2 separate regions of the Mus musculus genome follow, and region 2 is linked to region 1. Evidence: chromatin contacts called from public promoter capture Hi-C data. All regions are on one chromosome and are shown on one strand. Each heading gives the region's core, a stretch centred on a gene start, on an enhancer-like site or on the middle of the called end of the contact. The rest is flanking DNA. Distances are from core to core; before and after follow the strand shown. Region 1 holds the start of Rnh1 (ribonuclease/angiogenin inhibitor 1). Region 2 holds the start of Rplp2 (ribosomal protein, large P2).

What was found. Capture Hi-C pulls out chosen DNA fragments and counts their contacts.
Region 2: a contact with region 1 is called in a promoter capture Hi-C map of liver. The contact joins the promoter of Rplp2 here to the promoter of Rnh1 in region 1. A contact is called at or near these places in 6 of 39 promoter capture datasets (the C10 cell line, the HPC-7 cell line, cranial neural crest and 3 more), 1 of 484 Hi-C or Micro-C datasets (muscle stem cells), 3 of 115 datasets of contacts at active chromatin or transcription factors (the 230-238 cell line, bone marrow-derived macrophages and pancreatic cancer cells) and 3 of 9 other capture datasets (adipose tissue, liver and pancreatic islet).

What each region holds. Positions count from the first base shown.
Region 1 is chr7:141,165,234-141,171,200 of GRCm38.p6, reverse strand. It overlaps Rnh1 (ribonuclease/angiogenin inhibitor 1), which reads left to right and starts at 2,265. Exons shown (of 10, transcript NM_145135.3): 1 at 2,265-2,525; 2 at 4,414-4,518. The coding sequence starts at 4,433.
Region 2 is chr7:141,444,844-141,450,810 of GRCm38.p6, reverse strand. Rplp2 (ribosomal protein, large P2) reads right to left here and starts at 3,160. Exons shown (of 5, transcript NM_026020.7): 1 at 3,104-3,160; 2 at 2,780-2,903; 3 at 2,037-2,085. The coding sequence starts at 2,902. Snora52 (small nucleolar RNA, H/ACA box 52) reads right to left here and starts at 2,008; the gene lies at 1,875-2,008. It also overlaps a transcript of Pidd1 not described here.

The DNA of each region.
Region 1 (5,967 bases), core at 1,016-3,515:
CCTTTAGTCCTAGCACTCAGGAGGCAGAGGCAGGTTGATCTCTTTAAGTTTGAGGCCAGTCATTGTGAGTTCCAGGACAACCAGAGCTACACAGTGAGACCCTGTCTTGAAAGAAAGAAAGAAAGAAAGAAAGAAAGAAAGAAAGAAAGAAAGAAAGAAAGAAAGAAAGAAAGGAAGAAAGGAAGGAAGAAAGAAAGAACCCAAAATAAAACAAAAAAGGAACAAAAAGCACCCCCCCCCTATTGTAACAGTTGTGAAAAAAATTTGCCAGTTTCATATCTGCTGTCTCTTCACAATTCAGGAGAGAAATTAAAAGTCAAGTGTCTGCAGGAGGAAACTTTTGGAGCCTCCAAAAGATAAACCTTTCTTTGCCCTTTCACCCAGTATCTCCGCCGCTTCCTAAGAGGATCCTCAGGACTATACTGGGGCCCACCTACCCACCCACCCACATGAGTTCTCCCATACAGCTTCCAGGAAAGTTTGTGCAAACTCAGCACCCAGGGGCCCTTGCCCCCTTCACTTCTCACCCTTCCTCACTGGGTGTGGTCTTTGTAGAAAGCTCACTTTCATGCTGGTAGAAGGAAGGCAGGTGCTTGTCTTTAGTTTGTTCTGAGGTCCTGGTATGGTGCTAGAAACTCATTGTACCTGCCAGCCACATGGCTTGCCTGAACCCAGGCTCCTAAGTTGGTAGCCCCTGCCATTTGTCTGTGGGTACTCAGTATCCATGAAAACAACTACAGCTCTCACCTTAAAAGGAATAAGAGATAGTTTATTCTGGAGTCATTGTTAGTGACCATGGCCTGAGAACACAGATTTAGGTTACTCCAGATTCTGTGTTCCCATGGAGGTAGTTTCATGACGTTTTGTAGTTTTACAGAAGAAAATAGTAGTAAACAAGGCAAGTTTAAGTACATTGAAGGGTACATCAGAGAGATTGGTACAACAAGAGGAAGGAAGCTTTTCTGTAAGTCCAAGATGCCAACTGATGACATTCTTGGCTTTTGGTTAGTGGAAGCTACTGGTCTGCTAAAGGATTCCAAAAGGATGCTGGGTGTGGTGACACTTGCCTTTCCTACCAGCAGTCAGGGGGAAGAGGAAGCCACATCTCTGTGAGTTGTAGGCCAGCCTGATCACAAGATATTAGTTGCAACACAGGTAGGCAAGGAAGAGCTGTTCTAGAGGGGTAGAACTAGCCCAGGATAAGGCAGCCTCTGGAACTGCACCAGCCCAATTTCTCCACAGCACTGAAACTCTAATCAGCCAGTCTCTGTAGATACAGCTTCTTTTCAGGAATTCTCCTTCATGGCAGCAACAAATAAAGGCTGGCTGGCCAAAGTTTTCCTTCTAATTGGGCAGGCTTTAATCTTTCCCCAAAGAACTGATCCCCAACTTCACAGGTCAGTTGTTGGTATTGGTTCCATGAGGATGGCTCTGCAGCGATGAAGATTAAGCTCTGTCTGTAGTGGCCACTGCACAGGGTTTATGAAGCTGAGTTCCAGCCTCTTTTCTTGCCTGTCTCTTTGCCTCCTTCTCTCCCTTCAGGGCTCCCTGTCCCAGGTCTTTTAGGGAACACAATTCCTGATTTCCTATGCTGGCCTGCTAGACTCTCCTTTACTTGTATTATTAAAGTTCCCGGAGGGACTCAGAACAGCATCTGGCAAATGACAAGTGTTTAACAAACACTTAGGTGGATGGATGCCAGTTCCTTGGCAAGGGTGTGTGTGGCCATTTGTGCAAGAGAGCAGGGCTCCTGAGTGACAAACTCTCAATGCTGACTTTTTCCACAGTGCTAGAATCCCAGCACTCAGGAAGCAAATCTGCATGTTCAAGGCCCTCCTGGGCTACACATCAAGACCTTATTTCAAAAATACAGAAACCAAAAGCAAATCCTATAACTTGGGAGTATGTTACAAAGTTTAAACATGGGCTGGAGGGATGGCTTAGGACACTGCTCTTCCAGAGCACCCAGGTGTAGTTCCCAACACCTGAATGGTGGCCATTCCCCAAGAATCTGATACCCTCTTCTGGCCTTCCTGGGCACGATGCACAGATATATATGCAGATGAAGCATTCATATATAAACGATATTTAAGACAAATATCAGAAATGCTTAGTGACGAAATGCTTGAGAGCCCCATGCATCAGAGGCTCTCGACATCCCAAGCCCTATCCCCAGGGAGAAAGGCTGTTCATAATGAACACTGTTCTAGCCATGAAAACCTGGTCGGCCTGTAGGAGAGATGGGTGTGTTCATACCAGAAGCTCTCATCACAGTCACACCCATTTCGTGGCAGCTGTGGATCATTTTACGTATTTTTAGTCAGGCTCAAAGAAGTGACTCAGGTTTGTCAAGTTCTGTTCCCAAAGTGCAGCCTGCATGTGGGAGGGACAGACCTAGTGGGCGGTCTCCAGTAGGCAAAGTGAAAGGCTAGTTGGGGCCAGAGAAAGAGAAGCGGCGAAAGTCTCTACGCCCCGCCCTGGGCGGAAGAAAACGGATCGTCTGGGACCTCTTGCAGCGGCACCAGGTGAGCAAGGGCCATGTTCCGGGGCGCCCGGCTGCCTTTGAGAGTTTTTTTCGGGTCCCTTCCTGGCCCTCTTAATACGTGGCAGAGCGGCTGGACCAGAAGGTTTGAGGGATCAAAAAATTGGGCGGGGGCGGGATCACGGGCCCGGCGAGTCTCTGAGGCCTGTTCCTCCCTTAGGGTGACACATTTGTGCCTCAGAGGAGCCTTGCTTGGTGCTTGAAGGCTGACCTCATAGCTCCGTCGCCAGCGACCTGTTCGCTCGCTCACTTTAAGGCCCAAAGAGGGTGTCTTCAGATCCTAGGATTAACCCAACAGCTAGGAGCAGCTAGTTAGCAATATCCAATCACATCAAAGCAGAGGCCTGAATCATGCTTCTAAGCCAGGCTGGTGGGACCTCCTGCCTGGTCCCAAGGCCAAACAGGGGGAGGAGTGTGGGAGAAGAACCAGCTGCCTGGGTTCTTTCACATCCCTTGCCCCTGACCTCAGATGATCGTCAGGACTGGCTGGCACCCTGCCTCCCATAAAGTCCAGTCCTGTGCTTTCCTCAAAGGTAGATACTCTAGGACCCTGTAGTCTGTAGTGCATAAGAGAGCAGGTGTGGGTTGCACCTGTGACTAGAAGTACTGTAGCTACCCCACCCCAGTGGCAGTGCCCTAGTGATGACTGGCTTTGGATGACACATCTGATCCAGGCAGTGCTGGTTTTACTCCCTGGCGAGTTGTGGGTGGGGCTAACTGGTTTCTCCATGCCCTGGCTATATGTCCACAGTGAGTTATCTCTGCCGTTGCCTCAGTTTTCCCTGTCACTAGCCCTTGTGTCAATATGTGTAAAGTGCTCCTGGTTAGCATTAAGGGGGTATCCTCCTAGCCCTGGGAAGGAAGGGGAAGACCCCGTTAGTAAAGCCATGTTGTGCCAGGCACTGTAACTTCACACAGAGCTGTTTGCCAGTTTCGGTAACTGTTATAGAGAGCAGCTGAAGTGACTTCTGTTTCTCTTAAACAGAACCTAGTACCGCTCTCCCTTCAGTGCTAGGAGCACAGCACTGATCTCTTCTTTCAAGCCTTCCAGGATACCCACATGCTGTCCAGGCTAGCTTGCTTGACAGATAGTTGCTTAGGAATGTGGAGACATGGGTATTTGTCTCTAGGCCTCAGATACATCCTTCCACAGCCAGTGCCTGTCATGCTTATTCAGGTTGTCAGAGCCTGTAACCTGTTTGTCCCAGCTTTCCTAGTGTGATACACTGCCTGGATCCTTTGCAGGCTGGGCCTGAGCTGGCTGAGGATTGTGAGAAGTTGGTCCTGGCCTGAGTCCCTAGACTCAGAAGGAAGTCACAGAAGCAAAAGCTATAGTGACTGCCTCTGAATACTCTCCTTTTCCCCCAGAGTCCTGTGCCTTCCTGCCCTTAAGGTGGTTGCTTGTGTCCAGGCTTCATGCTCCCTGGCCTTTGACTTTGTATAGGGCTTGGCAACAGTAGAGTATGGTGCTGGACCAACTTGTTCTCAGAGTAAGAAGTAGGCTGAATCAGCAGTAAGCCCCACTACTGGAGTTTCCAGACCGTAGCCAGGCTCCCACAAATAAGCAGGTTTCCAGGCCAGAGTTGGTATCCTGGTGCTGGGTGACTGGGTTCCTTCAGAGGCTAGGGGGTGACTGTGTCGCATAGTCCTAGGCTCTCAGGTTCTGCTCCTCTTAATGGTACCATGTAGTTAGCTTCTCCCTGATAACTTATTTCCGGGATACTCAATGTGTGGACAGACTTGCTGGGGAGAGGCTGGGCCCCTACTGGAAAAAAATACTCTCTTAACTTTTGGACTCATCTTTTTACAAATTCTAGCCTGTCGAGATAAGAAATTTTCTCAAGAGCTCTCTTCCTTCTTCTTTTGCCCAGACTGCACTGTGCACCCACCATGAGTCTTGACATCCAGTGTGAGCAGCTGAGTGATGCCCGGTGGACAGAGCTCCTTCCTCTGATCCAGCAATACGAAGTGGTCAGGTAGGAGCAACCTTGGGGACCAGTTGGGTCTGGCTGGGAGGGCAGTACTCTGTTGTGGAGGTGGGTGGTTCTTGTAGCTTGGGGCCACCTGATGGGCTTGGTGTGTTCCAATAGTACTTTCTCTATTCGTGGGCATGAAGATGTTTTGCATAATCTTTATTTATTTATTTTTTTAGAATTAACACAGGAAGCCTTTATTAAAGATTATGGAAAATTACTCATAGGCAACAATATACAGGTTAACACACCTCAATTGCTAACACGTGACTGGTTACTAGCAAAGAACTTGTCCTAACTGAAGTCCAGATACATTCTAATGATCTAGCATGAAATCTTTGCATCTTTAAAACGGCCAGCATGTCATAGCCATGCAGATCTGATTCTAGGGCAGTGGGACACGCAGAAGGGGTGGGGCAGGATCCTAGTACATTGATTAAAAACTTTAGGAAACTATCTTCAGGGTAATCAGTTACAAGGCCATTCAAGGAAACTCACATGGCCCTCACTCTTTATTTGTAAACTGGACTTCACCTATTTCAGCTTCGATACTAATCCTCAAGTGGAATACAGGCAAGCCTGGTCGCTACATGCAAGAGTACTTCACCTTGGAGCCATTCAGTCACGAGTTTCTTGTAGTTTTCAACCTACGCTTGTGTCAGAGGCAGCAGCACGGCTGGGCAGTGGGGACCGGCTCGGGTGGATCGGCCACCAAGGCCGGGACCGAAAGCTGTTTTGCATAATCTTCATGAGATTTTCATGAGTTATTCTTGAGTTTTTCAACATTTTTGTACATTTGTTTTTAGACAAGGTCTCACTCTATAGCTCTTACTGACATGGAATTGGGCAATTGATTTCCAACACAGTATAAACCGAGCATGGTGGCACAAGCCTATATCTCAGCATTGGGAAGGTGGATGCAGGAGAATCAGAAGCCTAAGATCATTTTCTGACCTTGGTACATAGTTTGAAGTTAGTCTGAGACATACAAGTTTAAAAATAACTACAGGTTGTGTAGCTCATGTAGGTAAGGCAGTAGAACTTGCCCAGCACGCATGTATCATGTATGAGAAGCATATGTGAACCACTACAGACTCAGGTAGGGCGGGCGGGCATGGTGTGTCGGGTGATGTTGCAGCTGCAGGTGGCAGACACCTTGCATTCAGCATTTCCAACCCTTATTGCTCAGCTTTTCCTTCTGGCTGAGAAAAGGAGTTGCAACCCTCCTTACTCGTCCGTTACAGTGCTTGGGGACTTAGGTTTACAGGCTGCACATAGATGCCTGCTTCTTCTTCATCTTTCCTGAGACAGTTTTAGGTTCGTAGCAGAGTCAGAGGGTTATTTAGGCACCCTCAGCCCTCCATCAGCTTCCTATAACCATCTCCCATTTTGCCATGCTGCCTGGCATTCTAGGCAGACATAGATTCCCAGATTTGCCCTGTGACTTTCCCC
Region 2 (5,967 bases), core at 1,911-4,410, 280 kb before region 1:
AGAAACTGGAATTAGCACCACTCTGACCTCCACCTTAAGAACAAGATGTGCTGGGCGTGGTGGCACACGCCTTTGATCCCAGCACTTGGGAGGCAGAGGCAGGCGGATCTCTTGAGTTCGAGGCCAGCCTGGTCTACAGAGTTTCAGGACAGCCAAGGCTACTCAGAGAAACCCAGTCTCAAAGAAAAAAGAAAAAAAAAAAAAAAAAACAAGATGGACAAGCTAGGCATGTCTTTAGTCCCAGTAGGGGATCCGAGTTCAATGCCAGCATGGGCTAAACAGAGACACCTTGTCTTTACTGCTGTCTCAAAAACTTTAAAAATCACAGGAACAAAATAAGCTGGGAGGTGGTGAGACACATCTATAACCCAGCACTTAGAAGGAAGAGGCGGGTAGATTATGAGTTTGAGGCCAACCTGACCTGACCTTATACAATGAGTTCCAGGACAGCCAGGGCTATTCAGATAAACCCTGCCCCCAAGTACATTTTAAAACAAGTTCTGGACACTACCCCTTTTTGGGATTGGGAACAAAACACCCATGGAAGGAGTTACAGAGACAAAGTTTGGAGCTGAGACAAAAGGATGGACCATCTAGAGACTGCCACACCGGGGATCCATCCCATAATCAGCCTCCTAATGCTGACACCACTGCATACACCAGCAAGATTTTGCTGAAAGGACCCTGATATAGTTGTTTCTTGTGAGGCTATGCTGGTGCCTGGCAAACACATAAGTGGATGCTCACAGTCAGCTATTGGATGGAACACAGAGCCCCCAATGGAGGAGCTAGAGAAAATACCTAAAGAGCTAAAGGGGTCTGCAACCCTATAGGTGGAACAACAATATGAACTAACAAGTACCCCCCAGAGCTTGTGTCTCTAGCTGCATATGTAGCAGAAGATGGCCTAGTAGGCCATCATTGGGAAGAGAGGCCCCTTAGTCTTGCAAACTTTATATGCCTCAGTACAGGGGAATGCCAGGGCCAAAAAGTAGGAGTGTGTGTGTCTGTGTGTGTGGTTTATGGGGGACTTTTGGGAAAGTATTTGATATGTAAATGAGGAAAATACCTAATTAAAAAAAAAAAGTTCAAGCCAGGCGTGGTGGCAAATGCCTTTAATCCCAGCACTCAGGACAGAGGCAGAGGCAGGCGGATTTCTGAGTTCAATGCCAGCCTGGTCTACAAAGTGAGTTCCAGGACAGCCAGGGCTATAAGGAGAAACCACAAAAACAAACAAACAAACACACACAAGCTCAGCTTGGTGGTGCACACTTTTAATTTCAGCAGCCAGGAGGCAGAAGCCTGTGAATTTAAGGCCATCATGGTCTACAAAGTGGGTTTACAGGCCACATGGGTTCTTACTTTTAGTTATTTAGAAATCTTAAAATTGAACAAACAGCCGAGCGTGGTGGCGTACGCCCTTGATACCAGCACTCGGGAGGCAGAGAAACCCTGTCTCAAAAAAACAAAAACAACAAGGCAAAAAAAAATAAATAAAAATTGAACAATCATTTTACCATGAGGGTGCCCCAGGCTGATTGCAAATAAGTACTAGTCCGGTGGTGCCAGAAATCTGTATGCCTTAGTTAAGAAGGAACCTGTGGCAGGGCTTGGTGGCACACACCTTTAATCCCAGCACTAGGGAGGCAGAGGCAGGGAGATTTGAGTTCAAGGCCAGCCTGGTCAGTTCCAGGACAGCCAGCTACACAGAGAAATCCTGTCTCAAAAAACCGAGAGAGAAAGAAAGAGAAAAGAAGAAAGGAAGGAAAGAGAGAGAACACCAATTTTTAGCATCCCCAGTCCCTCCTCAAAGGAAAGGTTTTCACACATCCTCGTAGAAACCATAAAGTGACCCCATTGCCAGTTTCTGAGGGTGTTCTGAAGCGCTGCAGGCACAAGCCTAAAATGAAAAGGCCTTGCACAACTCTGGCAGTGTTTCTAGGATGCTCTGGTCCACAAGCGAAGCCTGGCAGATCACTGGCTGACCAGCAGGTATTAGGATGGACCACAAACAGGCCAACTTCCCAGGAACTCACCCTGAGCGATGACATCCTCAATGTTCTTTCCATTCAGCTCACTGATGACCTGGGGTAGACAACCACAGCTAGCAGTCAGCAATGCAAGGCACGGGGAAGGTCTCCTGAGATACTGGACCTGCTCTCAACTCCCAGGAACTACCTATGAGATAGTGCTGGGTCTTCTCAACAATGATTTTGGCAAAGGAAGTTTTAGATACTAAAATTCTACCGTTCTGTGAAGTTTAGGTTCTATGTACAACCTAGGTGGGTGGAGTGGGAACCCTTTCTAGAAGAATCTTAAGGGGCGATGAGATAGCTCCACTGCTAAAGACTTGGACTCTAACATATCCTAGAGTCCCAGCACTATAGGTCCAAGGAGACACAGATGCCTCTGTTGGCATCTACACACATACATCCTTTACTGCAAAGCTAGTTTAAAAAAAAAAAAGTTAGAAAACTGGTTTACACAGTGAGTTCCAGGTTAGCCAGAGCTACACGGTGAGGCCTTGTCTCAAAAAATAAGATCACACAACATGAGTTGTATTAAACTTCTATAAAAGCACGATTATCACGACTGACTTCTTCGATTGCACAAGGACTAAAGAGAAAACTATGACTAAGATGGGTGTAGGCCTCCTCCATCCATCCTTTTCAACAGGTTATCTACAATTTTTCTTAAAAGTAAAATCCGGACATAATAGGATAAGGACCGCCGCTGGTAGACATTTGGATCCAGCGGGTCCAAGCAAGCAGCATGCTACCTTGTTGAGCCGATCATCGTCCGCTTCGATGCCCACGCTGTCTAGTATTTTCTTGATGTCTTTGGCGCTAGGAGAGGAGTTGCCCCCGAGGGCGGCCAGCAGGTAAGAGGCGACGTAGCGCATGCTAAATGGGGCAGGGAGTGGGTACAGTGGTGAGGTTATCCGAGAGGCCTTCTGCTTCCCCCTCCATTTTAAGCAGCAAGTGAGGCCACGTGAGGCGCCAGGCCTCCGGTCACAGAATGCTGCGCCACCCTCGCCTCCCGGCCGTCATCCAACCCCGCAGTCCCCACCACTGTTCGCGGCCCAGGCGGCCAGGCTACTCACTCGGCTGCGGGGGACAGACCTCACGCGTGCGACCTCGGCGGCGTCCGGCGGCGAAAGGAAGACGCTGACGCAGTGGGCGGGGGTAAACCGCTACCCAGAAGCCCCCGGGACGCGTACGGCGGCGCACGGGGACGCCTCCCATTGACGAAAAGGGTGCACCGGAAGGAAGACATTTCCCTGTCATGTCTTCCCCACAACAAAAACGAGGGATTTTTCAAGTGCCAGGGGCCTCTGCAACATGGACGAGAGTCTCCCGAAATCCATGCGGGCACGGGCGTAGCGTTCAAACCCCTTTAACGCCTCGCGTCCCCAGCATGCTACTCGGCTCCACAGCTCCCAAAATGCAGCGCGAAGGCCCCGCCCTGGTCTTATTAAGGCGAACTACAAATCCCATGACGCTTCACTGTAAGACCTTCATACCGGAAGTGTGCTCCCTTCTAGCTTTTTCTTGTTGCACGTGGGCTGGGTGGGCGGCTATTGGTTCAAACTGTGGTGCTATGGGTCCTTCCTGTTCTTGGGCAACAGAGGTCCTAAGTTGGGCTGGGGCTGATGGCTCCCAAGTTCAGCTGGTTTGGAAAAGTTGGGCGAGCTTTCTGGGTCCTAGTGATTACGGCCATATCTAGAAACATCCTCCTTTTTTTTTTTTCTTTTGAGACAGGTTTCTCTATATACTCTTGGGTATCCTGGACCTCTATGTAGACCAGGTTGGCCAAGAACTCACGAGATCGCCTGCCTCTGCCTCCAGAGTGTTGGGATCAAAAGCTTTTTGACTGGAGAGATGGCTCAGGGGTTAATAGTTTGGACGTTGACTGCTCTTCCAGAGGTCCTGAGTTCAATTCCCAGCACCCACATGTCACAACCATCTGTGATGGGATTTGATTCCCTCTTCTGGTGTGTATCAAGACAGAACACTCATGTAAAACAAATAGGTAAATATTTAAAAGAAAAAAAGTAAACCTTTGCCTCGTTGGGAGAGGGTGTTGCATGCCTTTAATTCCAGTACTTGGGAGGGAATGGCAGGTTTAGGATAGCCAAGGCTACACAGAGAGACCCTGTTTCAAAAAAACTGTCTCTACACTAGGCTCTGGAGACCTCTCTTCCCCTTCTCACTTCCATTCCCTGAGATCCACAGGATCTGCCTCTTTAAAAAAAAAAAAAAAAAAAAAGCTGGGCGTGGTGACACACACCTTTAATCCCAGCACTCACTCTGGAGGCAGAGGCAGGCGGATTTCTGAGTCCAAGGCCAGCCTGGTCTACAAAGTGAGTTCCAGGACAGCCAGGGCTATACAGAGAAACCCTGTCTCAAACAAACAAACAAACAAACAAACAAAAAAAAAACCAAAACAAAACAAAACAAAAAAAAAAATGAGCAGTCGGTGCTCTTAAACTGCTGAGCCATCTCTCCAGCCCCAGGATCTGCCTCTTATGTGCCGGGATTAAAGGTGTGGGCAACCACACCTAGTGATTTGTTTAAAAGATGTGAATGTGTGTGTCCCACCTTGGTTTGCATGTGCACTACATTGTGTGCAGTGCCTTTGGGAGCCAGAAGAAGACATCAGTTCCCCTGGAATTGGAGGTACAGGCAGTTGTGAGATGCCCGTTACTGATGCTGGCCACTGGACCAAATTATTCTGCAAGTGCTCTTAACTGCTGAGCCATTTCTCCACACTTCTATTTTCTTTAATTTTGAGACATTGACCTATCATGTAACTTTGGCTTGTCACAGAAATCCACTTGCCTCTGCTTCCATAGTACTGGTTGGAATTAAAGACACGCACACCATACCTGGCATGATTTTTTTTTTTTTTTTTTTTATACAAGACAGGGTTTCTCTGTGTAGCCCTGGCAGTCCTGGAACTCACTCTGTAGAGCAGGCTGGCCTCGAACTCAGAAATCTACCTGCCTCTACTTCCCAAGTGCTGGGATTAAAGGTGTGCGCCACCACCGCCAGGCGATTTTTTTTTTTTTAAGGTTTATTTATTTATTTTAACACCATTGATCTCTTCAGACACAGCAGAAGGGGACATCGGATCCCATTACAGATGTTTGTGAGCCACCATGTGGTTGCTGGGAATTGAACCTCTGGAAGAACTATCTTAACCTCTGAGCCATCTCTCCAGCCCCTGGCATGATTTTTTATGTTGTGACTTTTCTGTTTGTTTAAAACAGGGCTGCTCTGTGTATCCCTGGCTGTCCTGGAACTTGTTCTATAGACCAGGCTAGCCTCTAACTCAGAGATCCACCTATCTACCTCCACCTCCAGAGTGCTAGGATTAAAGGCATTAGCCACCACCAACTGTCGTGAATTTTACTTATTTTTATTTTTTGGTTTTTCGAGACAGGGTTTCTCTGTGTAGCCCTGGCTGTCCTGGCACTCACTTTGTAGACCAGGCTGGCCTCCAACTCAGAAATTCGCCTGCCTCTGCCTCCCAAGTGCTGGGATTAAAGGTGTGTGCCATCACTGCCCGGCTGTGATTTTTTTTTTTTTAACTGTAAAATAATACCCAAAATAGCTGGAGAGATGGCTCAATGGTGAAGAGCTCATTTGCAGATTAAAGGCAAATACCACCATGCTCATTAATATAAACTTAAGGAATATTCCTAGGATGATTGCTTTTGAGACAGGTCTTGCTGTGCAGCCCGGGGCAGCAGTTCTCCCATCTCAGAAAGGCACTGCACTTGAGGTGAGCACAATTAGACTAAGCCCCTGGGGCTGGTTTTTATAAAGCACCATCTGGCACCTTTATGGAAACAGTGAGAAAGAGGCAGGTGCTAGAATGGAAGCAGAGAGGCCTTGCAGGAAGCTTGCCCATCACTTAGACTGTAGAACAGTCACTTGGTCATTTCCAGTCCACCAGCTCCAC